2 separate regions of the Mus musculus genome follow, and region 1 is linked to region 2. Evidence: chromatin contacts called from public promoter capture Hi-C data. All regions are on one chromosome and are shown on one strand. The core of a region is the stretch at or near the end of the contact, and the rest is flanking DNA. Distances in the headings are between cores, read along the strand shown.

The links. Capture Hi-C pulls out chosen DNA fragments and counts their contacts.
Region 1: a contact with region 2 is called in a promoter capture Hi-C map of adipose tissue. The contact joins the promoter of Lilra5 here to the promoter of 9430041J12Rik in region 2. A contact is called at or near these places in 10 of 39 promoter capture datasets (the HPC-7 cell line, cranial neural crest, embryonic stem cells and 5 more), 1 of 115 datasets of contacts at active chromatin or transcription factors (embryonic stem cells) and 3 of 9 other capture datasets (adipose tissue, liver and pancreatic islet).

The regions. Positions count from the first base shown.
Region 1 is chr7:4,232,842-4,239,036 of GRCm38.p6, forward strand. Lilra5 (leukocyte immunoglobulin-like receptor, subfamily A (with TM domain), member 5) reads left to right here and starts at 4,913. Exons shown (of 6, transcript NM_001081239.2): 1 at 4,913-4,950; 2 at 5,102-5,137; 3 at 5,295-5,579; 4 at 5,718-6,023. The coding sequence starts at 4,917.
Region 2 is chr7:4,119,305-4,125,864 of GRCm38.p6, forward strand. It overlaps 9430041J12Rik (RIKEN cDNA 9430041J12 gene), which reads right to left and starts at 1,424. Exons shown (of 9, transcript NR_033568.1): 1 at 607-1,424; 2 at 376-504. Ttyh1 (tweety family member 1) reads left to right here and starts at 226. Exons shown (of 14, transcript NM_021324.6): 1 at 226-476; 2 at 3,173-3,351; 3 at 5,316-5,427; 4 at 6,219-6,439. The coding sequence starts at 351.

The sequences.
Region 1 (6,195 bases), core at 3,663-6,162, 120 kb after region 2:
TGTTTAGTTTCTGTTTCCATGATCTGTCCATTGGTGAAAGTGGTGTGTTGAAGTCTCCCACTATTATTGTGTGAGGTGCAATGTGTGCTTTGAGCTTTACTAAAGTTTCTTTAATGAATGTGGCTGCCCTTGTATTTGGAGCATAGATATTCAGAATTGAGAGTTTCTCTTGGAGGATTTTACCTTTGATGAGTATGAAGTGCCCCTCCTTGTCTTTTTGGATTATTTTGGGGTGGAAGTCGATTTTGTTAGATATTAGAATGACTACTCCAGCTTGTTTCTTCATACCATTTGCTTGGAAAATTATTTTCCAGCCTTTTATTCTGAGGTAGTATCTATCTTTTTCTCTGAGATGAGTTTCCTGTAAGCAGCAAAATGTTGGGTCTTGTTTGTGTAGCCAGTTTGTTAGTCTATGTCTTTTTATTGGGGAGTTGAGTCCATTGTTATTAAGAGATATTAAGGAAAAGTAATTGTTGCTTCCTGTTATTTTTGTTGTTAAACTTGGCATTCTGTTCTTGTGGCTGTGTTCTTTTAGTTTTGTTGAGGGATTACCTTCTTGTTTTTTCTAGGGTGTGGTTCCCGTCCTTGTATTGGTTTTTTTCTGTTATTACCTTTTGAAGGGCTGGATTCGTGGAGAGATAATGGGTGAATTTAGTTTTGTCATGGAATACTTTGGTTTCTCCATCTATGGTAATTGAGAGTTTGGCTGGGTATAGTAGCCTGGGCTGGAATTTGTGATCTCTTAGTGTCTGTATAACATCTGTCCAGGCTCTTCTGGCTTTCATAGTCTCTGGTGAATAATCTGGTGTAATTCTGATAGGCTTGCCTTTATATGTTACTTGACCTTTTTCCCTTACAGCTTTTAGTATTCTATCTTTATTTAGTGCATTTGTTGTTCTGATTATTATGTGTCGGGTGTAATTTCTTTTCTGGTCCAGTCTATTTGGAGTTCTGTAGGCTTCTTGTATGTTCATGGGCATCTCTTTCTTTAGATTTGGGAAGTTTTCTTCAATAATTTTGTTGAAGATGTTTGCTGGTCCTTTGAGTTGAAAATCTTCATTCTCATCCTCTCCTATTATCCGTAGGTTTGGTCTTCTCACTGTGTCCTGGATTTCCTGGATGTTTTGAGTTAGGATCTTTTTGCATTTTCCATTTTCTTTGATTGTTGTGCAGATGTTCTCTATGGAATCTTCTGCACCTGAGATTCTCTCTTCCATCTCTTGTATTCTGTTGCTGATGCTCGCATCTATGGTTCCAGATTTCTTTCCTAGGGTTTCTATCTCCAGCGTTGCCTCACTTTGGGTTTTCTTTATTGTGTTTACTTCCCTTTTTAGGTCTAGTATGGTTTTGTTCATTTCCATCATCTGTTTGGATGTGTTTTCCTGTTTTTCTATAAGGACTTCTACCTGTTTGGTTGTGTTTTCCTGTTTTTCTTTAAGGACCTGTAACTCTTTAGCAGTGTTCTCCTGTATTTCTTTAAGTGAGTTAGTAAAGTCCTTCTTGATGTCCTCTACCATCATCATGAGATATGCTTTTAAATCCAGGTCTACCTTTTCAGGTGTGTTAGGGTACCCTGGACTGGGCAAAGTGGGAGTTCTGGGTTCTAATGATGGTGAGTGGTCCTGGTTTCTGTTAGTAGGATTCTTACATTTACCTTTCGCCATCTGGCAATCTCTGGAGTTAGTTGTTATAGTTGTCTTTGTTTAGAGATTGTTCCTCTGGTGATTTTGTTACCCTCTATCAGCAGACGTGGGAGACTAGCTCTCTCCTTTGAGTTTCAGTGGTCAGAGCAGTCTCTGCAGGCAAGCTCTCCTCTTTCAGGGAAGGTGCACAGTTATCTGGTGTTTGGACCTCCTCCTGGCTGAAGATGAAGGCCCAAAACAGGATCTTTCCCAGAAGCTGTGTTGCTTTGGCCAGGAAGGTGGCCGGTTGTTTGGAGCCGAAAATGGTGCCGCCTCAGAAGGTCTCTGGCTCTCGCCTGTCCCAGAAACTTCTGGCCTCTGTATTCCACACCCTCACCCGTCTGTCAATTTCATATATGTATGCAAATTATATTGATCATATATCCACCCATCACTTCCATACTTCTACTTGGACTCCATCCCTGAACCTTTTATCACATTTCCTCCCAATTTCCTGCTAAGTTAATATAATTTGTAATTAACTTACTGGAGTCCAATTAGTCCATGTGTATAGGGTCATCCGCTAGGGCATGAACAACCTTGCAGTGGCCATTCTTCTAAAGAAAAGTGATTTATCCCATCTCTTGTTCAGCAGCCATCAACTGCCAACAGTACACACACACACACACAAACACACACACACACACACACACACACACACACACAGGGATTTTGTATAGGTAACCTCAGCTGCTATATGTTTATGTATACAACAGCTATTCATGTTCATAAGACAGTATTTCACAGCCCCCGTCCCCATCCTCTGGCTTTTATATTCTTTCTACTCCTCTTTCATGATGTTCACTAAGCCTTGGTAGAAAAAGTGATACAGAGTTAAGGAGTTATAATTACTTGTTGTCTTTTGATCAGTTATGAATGAGCGTACTGCAAAAAGAAGCTTCTTCAAGAAAGGTGGATCAAAGCACAAGTTTATGAAGTGAATTACTGGCATAGTTTTGTTGAGTTGAAAGGTGATGTTCTCAGATCCATCTACCACTAATAGGATCCATGTGATGCTGTGGAGGTGGGGAGAGTGGAAAACAGTCCCTCATCTTCAGTGTTTGTGGAGTTCTGCATAGAGGAGTTTCTTTCCTGATACTCCCTCAGACTCTCACACTCCAACACAGCCTCTTCTATCACTTAAATAGAACTACTTTAAATGAAGGGTTCCAACCCACAACTTCTCACTAAAATGATACCTACCTACTTCTAGCTCTCTGTTCTATTCATTCCTGTTAGCAGTCTTGCCTTTCCTGACCCAGATTGTCTACAGAAGGTTTCTTCTAGTCTGACCTAGAAAACAGGAAGCTCAGGGAGCTTGTTCATCAGCTCTGCAATGTGGTATCTATTTCTCTACACTTGGCATATGCTCAGAATTGTGACTGTCAGGGAGGGCTTCAGTGGGACCCTCACATTCAGACTTATGTGATGGATGACCATGGGTGACTGTCTTAGTTTGGGTTTCAATTGCTGAGAAGAGACAGCATGACCAAGACAGGTCTTATAAGAGAAAATATTTAATTGTGGCTTGCCTAGAGTTTCAGAGGTTCAGTTCATTATCATCATGGTGGGAAGCATGACAGTATGCATGCGGACTTGGTTCTGGAGGAGATGAGAGTTCTATATCTTGATCTAAAGGCAGCCAGGAGGAGACTGTCTTCAGCAGGCAGGCAGGCAGCCAGGCAGGCAGAGCCTCTCTTTTGTCTTGGGCAGAGATTGAGCATAGAACTCCAAAGCCCATCCTCACAGTGATAAACTTCCTCCAACAAGGCCACACCCACTCTAACAAGGTCACACCTTCTAATAGTGCCACCTTCCATGGGGCCAAGCATATTCAAACTACCACAGTGACAAATACTGGAGTAGATCTGTCTTATGTATTCATAGAGCTCAGTGCTGACTGTGGGGTTTGGATAATGAATTTAGACATCCCAGCACTTGTCTGCAACGAGGAGATTGGAACCACAGATGGCTGTCTTTGCTAGAATTCCTGATCCTACCACTTGGAGAGCAAATTCCCATACAGAACTCCGAAGATGGCACATCCACTGTACTTCCTGCCCCTGTGATCTAGGAAATGGGTTCTTCTCCATTCAGGAATCTTTTATTCTCGTTTTCTTCCCCTGACCATGACTATCTGAAGTTTTCACACATATTATGATGGACCACGTGTAGATACATGGAACAGAGAAAGACAGACAGACACACACACACACACACACACACATTAGTGAGCACCTAAACGATGCAACAACAGCATGAACTTCTCATGCCCCAAACACTTGCTTTTGATGGATGAACTCATGAATGTCCCAGACACCATGGCACAATTCAATGCTCAATCTGAGTAGTGAACAACAGGCTGACAACAGGCTCCAAAGGTGGAACCTTAGCGATGAGATGCTAGTCTTCAAACTGGCACCACCAATGACTAACTTGCAGGTCTTAGGGAGAAAGCAAACCTTCTTCCAGCAAGGAGAACACGGCCCCAGAAAAAAACATAAACAGTGAGAAGGGAAGGAACAGCTCTGAGTATTGTTCTCAGAGAGATGGAGGCAGATGATGTTAGTAAGAAAAGAAAGTGAGGTCTATGCTGGGGGCTGTTCTTCAGGGGACAGTGACACCCACTCCCAGAACCACAAGAACAGCTATGTTTCCTTCCCCATCTCTGTGTGTTCCCCTCCATGCCCATCCCCAGAATGAAGCTCCCTGTGAGGGGCACAGTTAAATGCTCAGTGTGCCTGCTACTCTGCCCCCATCATGAACATCAATCTGCATCATCCCAGAAGAATGTTTATGGCTACAAGATAACTGATCTATGTAAGGACTCCCCAGAGCTTTGGAAGGATGAGCTGGAAGAGTGGATTCTCTATGGGGAGTTTTTAAGAGAGAAAGATCAATCTTTAGCCACCCTCAGCTGGAAGGGGCCAGCAAAGGAAGGTAACAAAGGTATTTTGTTTCTGCTGCACTCTTAATAATTGAGGTTAAGCGAGATGACCGTATCTGTAAGAATTTCTGGAGCTTATTCAAATCACAGTCCTGGGGAAATGAGAGGCAGTTGCCTAAGGAGGGCTGTTTCCCTTCCTGTGTGTACTCTGAAGGTTCCTCTGTGTAATCATGTGATTCTAGGAATCCCGCCTCTCTAAACGTCCCATACTTTGTGATATTTGTCGATCTGGCCAGACACTGTGGTCTCTCCCAAAAGTACAATTGCAGCCACTGAGAGAAAGTGCCATGACCTTCGTCTTCACAGCTGTGCTCTGTCTGGGTAAGATTTGAAGAGGAGAAGGGTAATAATGGCCATACAGCCGGGTTCTAGCCAATCAGGAAGCTTCAGGGTGTTTAAGAGATTCCAGTGAAGCGAAAGAGCGCTTAGGTAGGTGTTAGGGGCAAACTTTTCATGGGGGATTCTCTTCTAGGGCTGAATCTGGGCCAAGAGACCTCCATGTCGGAAGGTGAGTACTGCTCCAGATCGCTCCTCACTCGGGAACTGAAGCTTCCCCCGCTCAGTGGGGCTCGAGAACATCAGATGATACCAGGGAAGGGGTACTAGAGCTGAAGGCTGAGATCGAGGGGCGATATTGTATGACTGTTTCCCTCATTTCTTTGCAGGGAATCCGCACAAGCCAACCCTTAGTGTTCAGCCAGGATTGGTGGTTGCCAAAGGGAAGCAGGTGACCATCTCATGTGAGGTGACCACAGGGGCCCGGGAATACCGTCTTTATAAAGAGGGGGGTCCACATCCTTGGCGCACACGGAACACTCCGAAGACCACAAACAAAGCTCAGTTCTTGATCCCATCAATTGAACAACGATCTGGGGGGATATATCGCTGTTACTATAAGACCCCCACTGGGTGGTCAGAGCACAGTGACCCTCTAGAGCTTGCAGTGACAGGTGAGAGAACACTCAGTCCCAAGCTAAGCACCTCAGGAAAGGGGTCTACTTTCAAGAGTGTCCTGTCTCACAGCTCAACACTGGAAGGCAATGCAGCCTGGATAGTCCCACTTAACACGCTACAACTTTCTCTTCTAGGACTCTATAGTAAACCCAGCCTGTCCACCCAGCCCAGCAATGTTGTGAATTCAGGGGAGACTGTAACCCTTCAGTGTGTCTCAACACTGGGATTTAACAGGTTTGTTCTGACCAAGGAAGGAGAACAGAAGTGGTCCTTGATCCAGGAATCAGAGTTTATAAACTCTACGGGGCAATTCCAGGGCCTATTTACTGTGGGCCCCGTGACCCCCAGTCAAAGGTGGATATTCAGATGTTACGGCTATCATGTCAACAGCCCCCAGGTGTGGTCGGAACCCAGCGATCTCTTGGAAATACATGTGTCAGGTGAGAAAGCTCCAACATTAACTCAGTTAGTGGTTGACAGCATAAGTTCATTGCCAAGAATTTTGCTTTTCCTAAGGGAGTCCCAGGAAGTAAGAGGATAAGAGAAACTGAACTGGAGCCCCAGATTAGGAGGAGTACTGGCACTTGCAGGTAGAATATGGAGGGTGGGGTG
Region 2 (6,560 bases), core at 174-2,673:
CCAGTATCCTGGCTCTTATACAGACAGGGACAAGGCGGGCGAATCCATTTTGTTCTCAGCAAGCACAGCCCCTGCATACCACTGACATGAGCAAAGACCCTTCACCTGCACAGGCAGCAGGTGGGAGCCCAGGAGAGGGCGGAGCAACGGGGACCACTGCTCACGCCGCATTGCCTCCGGTGACCGCCAGAGGCAGCACTGAGGCGCTGCCTCGCCTCCCCCCTCCCCAATCTCCACCCCCGGCCCTCCGGGCTCCTGCTCCCGGGAGCCCCGCAAACCCCGCTCCGCCCGCGCCCCGCACAGCACCGAGGCTCCCGGCCCGGTCCGCCCCGCTGCCCCTCCCCGGGGCCATGGGGGCACCCCCGGGCTACCGACCCTCTGCCTGGGTGCATCTCCTCCACCAGCTGCCCCGCGCCGACTTCCAGCTCCGCCCGGTGCCCAGCGGCTTTGCTCCCCGCGACCAAGAGTACCAGCAGGTGGGATGGCAAACCTGGGCCAGGTCCCCTGGGAACAGGAGGCTGGGTCAGAGTTCCGGCGTCTTAGGGGCTGGGGACCCGGCCTGCATTTGTGAGTACAAGTCCAAGATCAGAGGTATAGCGCTCATACCTTGAGGTTCCCCTAGGACGTGCGCTGGGGGTGCAGACCCCTCTCTTCCCAGATAAGGAGAGCTGGGATCCTAGACTTCCAAGAATCCTGAATGGGAGGAGATGGGGGCCCAGCATTTGGGTTTCTGAGACCTGCCTGGAAAGCCAGTCTTTAGGGTCATCTAAGGAAAGGTCCGCTCTTGAGGTCCCAGGCGAGAAGGACCCCGCCCCCACAGAATCCCGACTAGTAAATATGTCCCAGATTAAATTAAAAAAAAATTTTTTTTTGGCGGGGGGGTGGGGGTAGAGAAAGGACTGAGAGAGGGAAGGCAGGGGAGGCAGCCGAGGTCTGGGAAGGATTGATATCCTCAAATAGGGAACAGAGATCAGGACTGGGGAAACCAGCTGAGGTAAGATGAGGATTCAAGGTGCCTTCAGCCTGTCCCAGGAGGGAAGGGGTTGTTAGGGTGCCAGAGAGGGTTGGGATAGAAATGTGGTTAGGTTCCAGGCTAAGGAAGACAACAGGCCTGGGTCCCAGGAGGGTGAGGCTGGTGGTGGACCCTCACAGACTCTGGGGTCCCTAGGGAAAGAGGCCCAGCTGCGGTTCGTGGGGGGGGGGGGGCGGAGGTGCTGTCCCCTGACCCAGTTTAATTCAAGTCCTTGACTTTGAGATTAATGAGGAGAAAAGCTTGGCTGAGCTGGGGGCCTGGTGGGGGGCTGGGAGTTGGCCTTGCCCTCCCCTCAAGTCTGAACCTCTGTGGCAGCCCTCTGGGAAAGGGGCACAGGGTTGGGAGAGCTTCGAGGGAGGGGGATGTTCCCAGAAAAGCAGCGAGGGGGATCGTGTGCTGGTGTGCTTGCTATTTGGGTCATGGCTGGCACAGCCTGAGCGGCTCCTCCCTGCCTACTCCACCCGCCCCCTCTCCCCTCCAAATGAGCACCGCCATCCCCTCGCCCACAGCCACTTACACAATCGCAGCCTCCAGCCGGTCGGCCCACCCACTCCCAGCCCAACTCTTGGGGCTTATGGCTCTGGAGAGTCCCTCAGCCACGAGGAATCCCCTCCTGGGGTCCCCAGTACCACCACAGCCGCTCAGAGCAGTTCACTCAACCCTCAACCCGATACTCATCAGTCAGTCACAGCTGAGGCACACACAGTTGCATTCCTGGGACATTATTCTTCATAGAAATGGCCATTGTGAGCACAGAAAGACCAACTAAGAGAGCCTCTGAGATAGGACCTGAACAACCATATGACCAGTCACATATACACAACACACTCGTGTGTGCACCATCACACACGGGCACACTCATACATTATGCACAGCTACCCTATCTCACATGAGCATAAGCTCACACACACACACACTCACTCAGTCTACTTAACACAACTCACTGACTGAAGCAGCTGTGTTCAGAAAACATTAATGCCCGCAAGTATTCTGCTGCATACAGACACGCAGCATGGTCTACACAAATACCTCATCCTCTCTCCATATGCCCTCATCTGATGGAAGGCAAACTCACGGCCACATCAACGTTGCACTGCACACACTTGTCGGGCACACAGATGATGTGGAGGGCAGGCAGCTGTGCCACCGTTTAAGGACAGTGGCCCCTGGGACTGCAGGGTTGTGATTCTAGATCTCACACTTCCATTACTCTGCTGTGTAACTCTAGGACAACTGTGTCCAGCCCTGGGCCTATGAGAAGACATGAGACACAGGTCTTCTGAAAGACCCTACCATATGCAGAGTCCACTATAGTATAGTTTATCTGAAGCATGGCCTCACTCTCTAGTCGGGGCTGGCTGGAGTTTGTGTATTGATTGGTCTAGCCTGAAAGTGTGGCCGTTTTCTCACCTCAGCTGCCAGAATGCTGGGGTTACAGGCATGCACTATCACACCTAGATCAGAGCCGCCCTGTTCCACAAGGTGTTTCGAGCTGTAAACATCCCTTCTGCCTACCTTTCCTTTCCTCTACCCTGTGGGTCTCGCTACACATTCCGCCCTGTCTGCTTTTTCTATAGTTCTGTATATGCCCCTCTTTGTCTCTTCATCTCTGTCTGTCTCTCTCCTCGATCTCTGATTTAATCCTTCTGATGTTTTGTGTGTCTTATCTCCATATCTCTCTCTTGTTTCCTTGGCTGCCTCTTTCTGTCTGCATCGTCATCTCTTTTGCTCATCAGTCTCCCTTCCCTATCTCCATCCCTGGGCCTTGACTCTCTCTCTCTCTCTCTCTCTCTCTCTCTCTCTCTCACACACACACACACACACACACACACACACACACACACACACACACGCTGTCACAGCATCCCTGTTTCCATCCCCAGCCCTGGGGTGACAAACTCAGTTGCAGTGGGTGTGTGAGCTCAGTAGCAGGAGGGAGAGAGGGGTAAAGGAGGCTGCCTCTCCTGTTCTCCCGAAATACAGACACGGGGGCCTTCCTGCCCCTTATTCCCATACAGTTCAGAGAGCAGCAGCAAGTCCTTGGGGCATGTTTCATTTCAATTGCCATGCAGCTGAGAAGGAACTTCTTGTCTGGGACATGGAAGTGCCCTCTGAGGCTTCTCAACACCTCTTCCTCAGGCCCTGCTGCTGGTGGCAGCCTTGGCTGGGCTTGGTTTAGGCCTGAGCCTCATCTTCATCGCTGTCTACCTCATCCGCTTCTGCTGCTGCAGGCCTCCAGAACCCCATGGGGCCAAGAGTCCCCCACCCGGAGGAGGTTGCGTCACCTGGAGCTGCATTGCTGCCCTTCTCGTGGGCTGGTAATGGGGCCCCAGGGTGGGTGGGGGCGGGGACAGAGATTCCTATACTCGCTGTCTTTTTCTAGAGACCTTGGGGGTATGAGCCCAGAGTTAGGAGGGAGAACCGCTAGGCACTAAGAGTGCCTGCCTGCCCTGTGAGTGGGGGATAGAGAGGTTTGAGGGGTGTGAAGCAGCCTGCCTGGGAGGAGAAAAGAAAGCCTACTAGGCTTGGAGATCTCAGTGGTTCTCTCATTGGCCCGCGGTTCTATCTAGAGGCGTGAGATACTCTCTAGACTTCAGTTTCTCCATCTATAGCGCGTGGTTTGCGGCACTACGCATACCCTAGTTACAGTGAGAATAGACTAGAGAGTGCACAGTGCCTGGATGTCCCCTATGAGTGTTAACACTGATCAAACTCATTCATTCGCTCACTCATCAACTCATCAGTTCAACAACTGAACATAACTACTCTGTGCCAGGCACTGAACACGCCACAGAAAGCACTCTGTGATTTCAGCCAGAGTGCCAATCAGGGAAACAGACCGTAGAGGGTCACCACCAGTAGCACCCACTCAGCCCACACTAAAGCTGGGTCTGGGTCCTTCTCGTGATGAGAGCTGGGCTCAAGATTGCCACACCTGGTCCTGAATGAGGATCGTCAGGAAGGGAGAAACATGACTTTGCAAGCCTATATGGTTTAAGAGGCAAGCGGAGAGTCAGACTCATGGTATAAGAACCATCCAGGGCTCCCAATGTGCTTGCTCCCTAGGAGTTACCCCGAACTTGACACTGAGATTTCTGGCTCTGAGTCCAGCCCCTACCGGGTCATAGTTAGTTAAGGGGCTGAGACCTAGTGGGGACCTCATACATGGCCAGCAGGACTACTTTAGAAATCTGGTGTCCCCTCCAGCCAGCTGGGGGTTATGTCCTGGAGCACTCTCACCCCAGTCTGGGCTGTGGGCCACTCTTCCTCATTGTAGGAAGAAGAGGGTGTGTGTTTGGGAGTATATGGGGGTTGGGCGCCCTATAGCCAAGATTTTTTTTCTCATCAGGCTCTCCAGAATGGGGGTGGATGGGGGTGGGATGTTGAAAAAGGCCCAGTGGGGGTGAGGCACAGCCCCAGCCCCCTCAGAGCCTAGGAACAAGAGGAGCTTTGTAGGGTCCTGAACAATGGGGCAAGGGCAGTAGGCTCCCATCCAAGGGATGAGGTGGGGCCTGTGTAGCCCAAGGCTGGGAACTGTGAGGGCATCAGGCTCTCGCCCCCTCCAGTGTGGAGTACAGACTAATGGAGGAAAGTGGGTCCCCATATTCAAGCTCCACAATGGAGTCTGTGTGTTGGCTGGGCAGAGACAGGGCCCAGCTCTTGGCCTGGCCTCTCCAGCCCTCCCTCCCACATTCTCTCAGTCTCTTCCAGCTGGCTGGATGCCTGGATCCCTGGGCATCATAGGGGAAGGCTTAGAGCTCTGGGCACAATGTCTTTTACAAAAGAATAGGGTCTAGGGCATTTAGGAGGAAGGGGTAAGGAACACCTGGGCTAGAAGAGACAGCACTTGGCCTAATGATTCCTAAGACAAGGCTGTAAATGCTGAATGTCTTTGCAAAGGATGTGGGAGTTGTTTGTGAGCTGATCACTATTAGGACTGATTGATAACCTTTAATCCAGGGCTAGCTAGGCAAAAACCAGGGTTCCACTCTGGGGAGGTGTGAGTTAAATCTGGGGGCTCTGTCTTTTCCACCACTCCACCCACCATTAGCATCACAATGACGTCTCTCCAGCAGGGGGAGTGAGGTCTTCAGGTTACCTTGGCAACTGGTGGAGGCAAACCTCGTGCTGTTCTTTTTCCCACGGAGGATGAACCAATAGGGTGGATGCAGAGATCAGATAGGCAAATGAAGAAGCTGGGAGGATGGGTATGTGTGTAGAGGCATGGTGACACCCTCCAGGGTCTGAGACTGGTTGGTATTTCTTCTTCCTTTCCCTTCAGTGCCGGCATTGGCATTGGTTTCTATGGTAACAGCGAGACCAGCGATGGGGTGTCCCAGCTCAGCTCAGCACTGCTGCACGCCAACCACACGCTCAGCACCATCGATGACGTGGTGAGAGAGCCAGCCACTGACCAGACTGCAGACTCATGCCCCAGTTGGTCTTCATATGGGAATGTGGTCCCCCACTGGAGACCAAAAGCAGCCAAATCAAAGCAGATTTCAGACCAAAAACTTAATCCCCGAATGCAGAGCTGCAGACTCAGACCTGCAGACATTGGGCCATATGTTCAACCCCAACCCTGCAAACCGGAGCTGGATCCGCATTCAGACTGAAGACTCACATCCAGCCCCAGGCCTGCACTGCGGGTTACAGTCCAAGCATTAAGGAAACCAGCTCCTGCCCTCAGGCCAGATCCAAAGCTACAGACCCTGTCCTTGGCTCAGATGCAAGTTCAGGAACTCCCCGCCCCCCACCCCACTGTGAGCTTTTATGTACCCAGGATTCCAGAGCTCAGGGCTAAGGTGCAGCCCACTTCCAACCTTGAACTTCAGTACCTACTAGTCAGACTTCAGACCCCAACCTCAAAAAGGCAGATGCAGATTTCAGACCTTAGGTCCCCCAACCCCTTCCATTTTGACCTAATTTCAACTCTGGGATTAGAATCTTTACCTTAGGCTCAAGCCCCCTGACCAACTAGAGCTCCTGACAAGATCTGGGAACCTCCCACCTTCACTCACGGTCTCCTCAGTCTCCAGAAGCCCCAGACTCCAGATCTCAGGCACCTGGCGCTCCTTAATCCTGCTTCACCACCCCCTGCCCCACCCCAGACTTTATCCCTCGTCCACAACCCTAGGCTTCCGGTAACCACCACCCCAGAGGTGAGACAATGTCATCTCCCCAGGTGCTGGAAACGGTGGAGAGGCTGGGTGAGGCAGTGAAGACGGAGCTGACCACCCTGGAGGAAGTGCTGTCAGTCCGCATGGAGCTGGTGGCTGCCACCAGGGGAGCCCGAAGGCAGGCTGAAGCTGCTGCTCAGTACCTGCAAGGACTGGCCTTCTGGCAAGGAGTGTCCCTGAGCCCCGTACAGGTGGCTGAAGATGTGACTTTCGTGGAGGAGTACAGGTGGGAGAAGGATTTCCCTATTTATTTTTTAAGCACTGCGGTCTCTAGATCCTGAGGGATGTGGGTTAGTATCTGAACAGTTTAATTTGTCCCACTGGTTGAATGAGAAGCTACTGGCTGG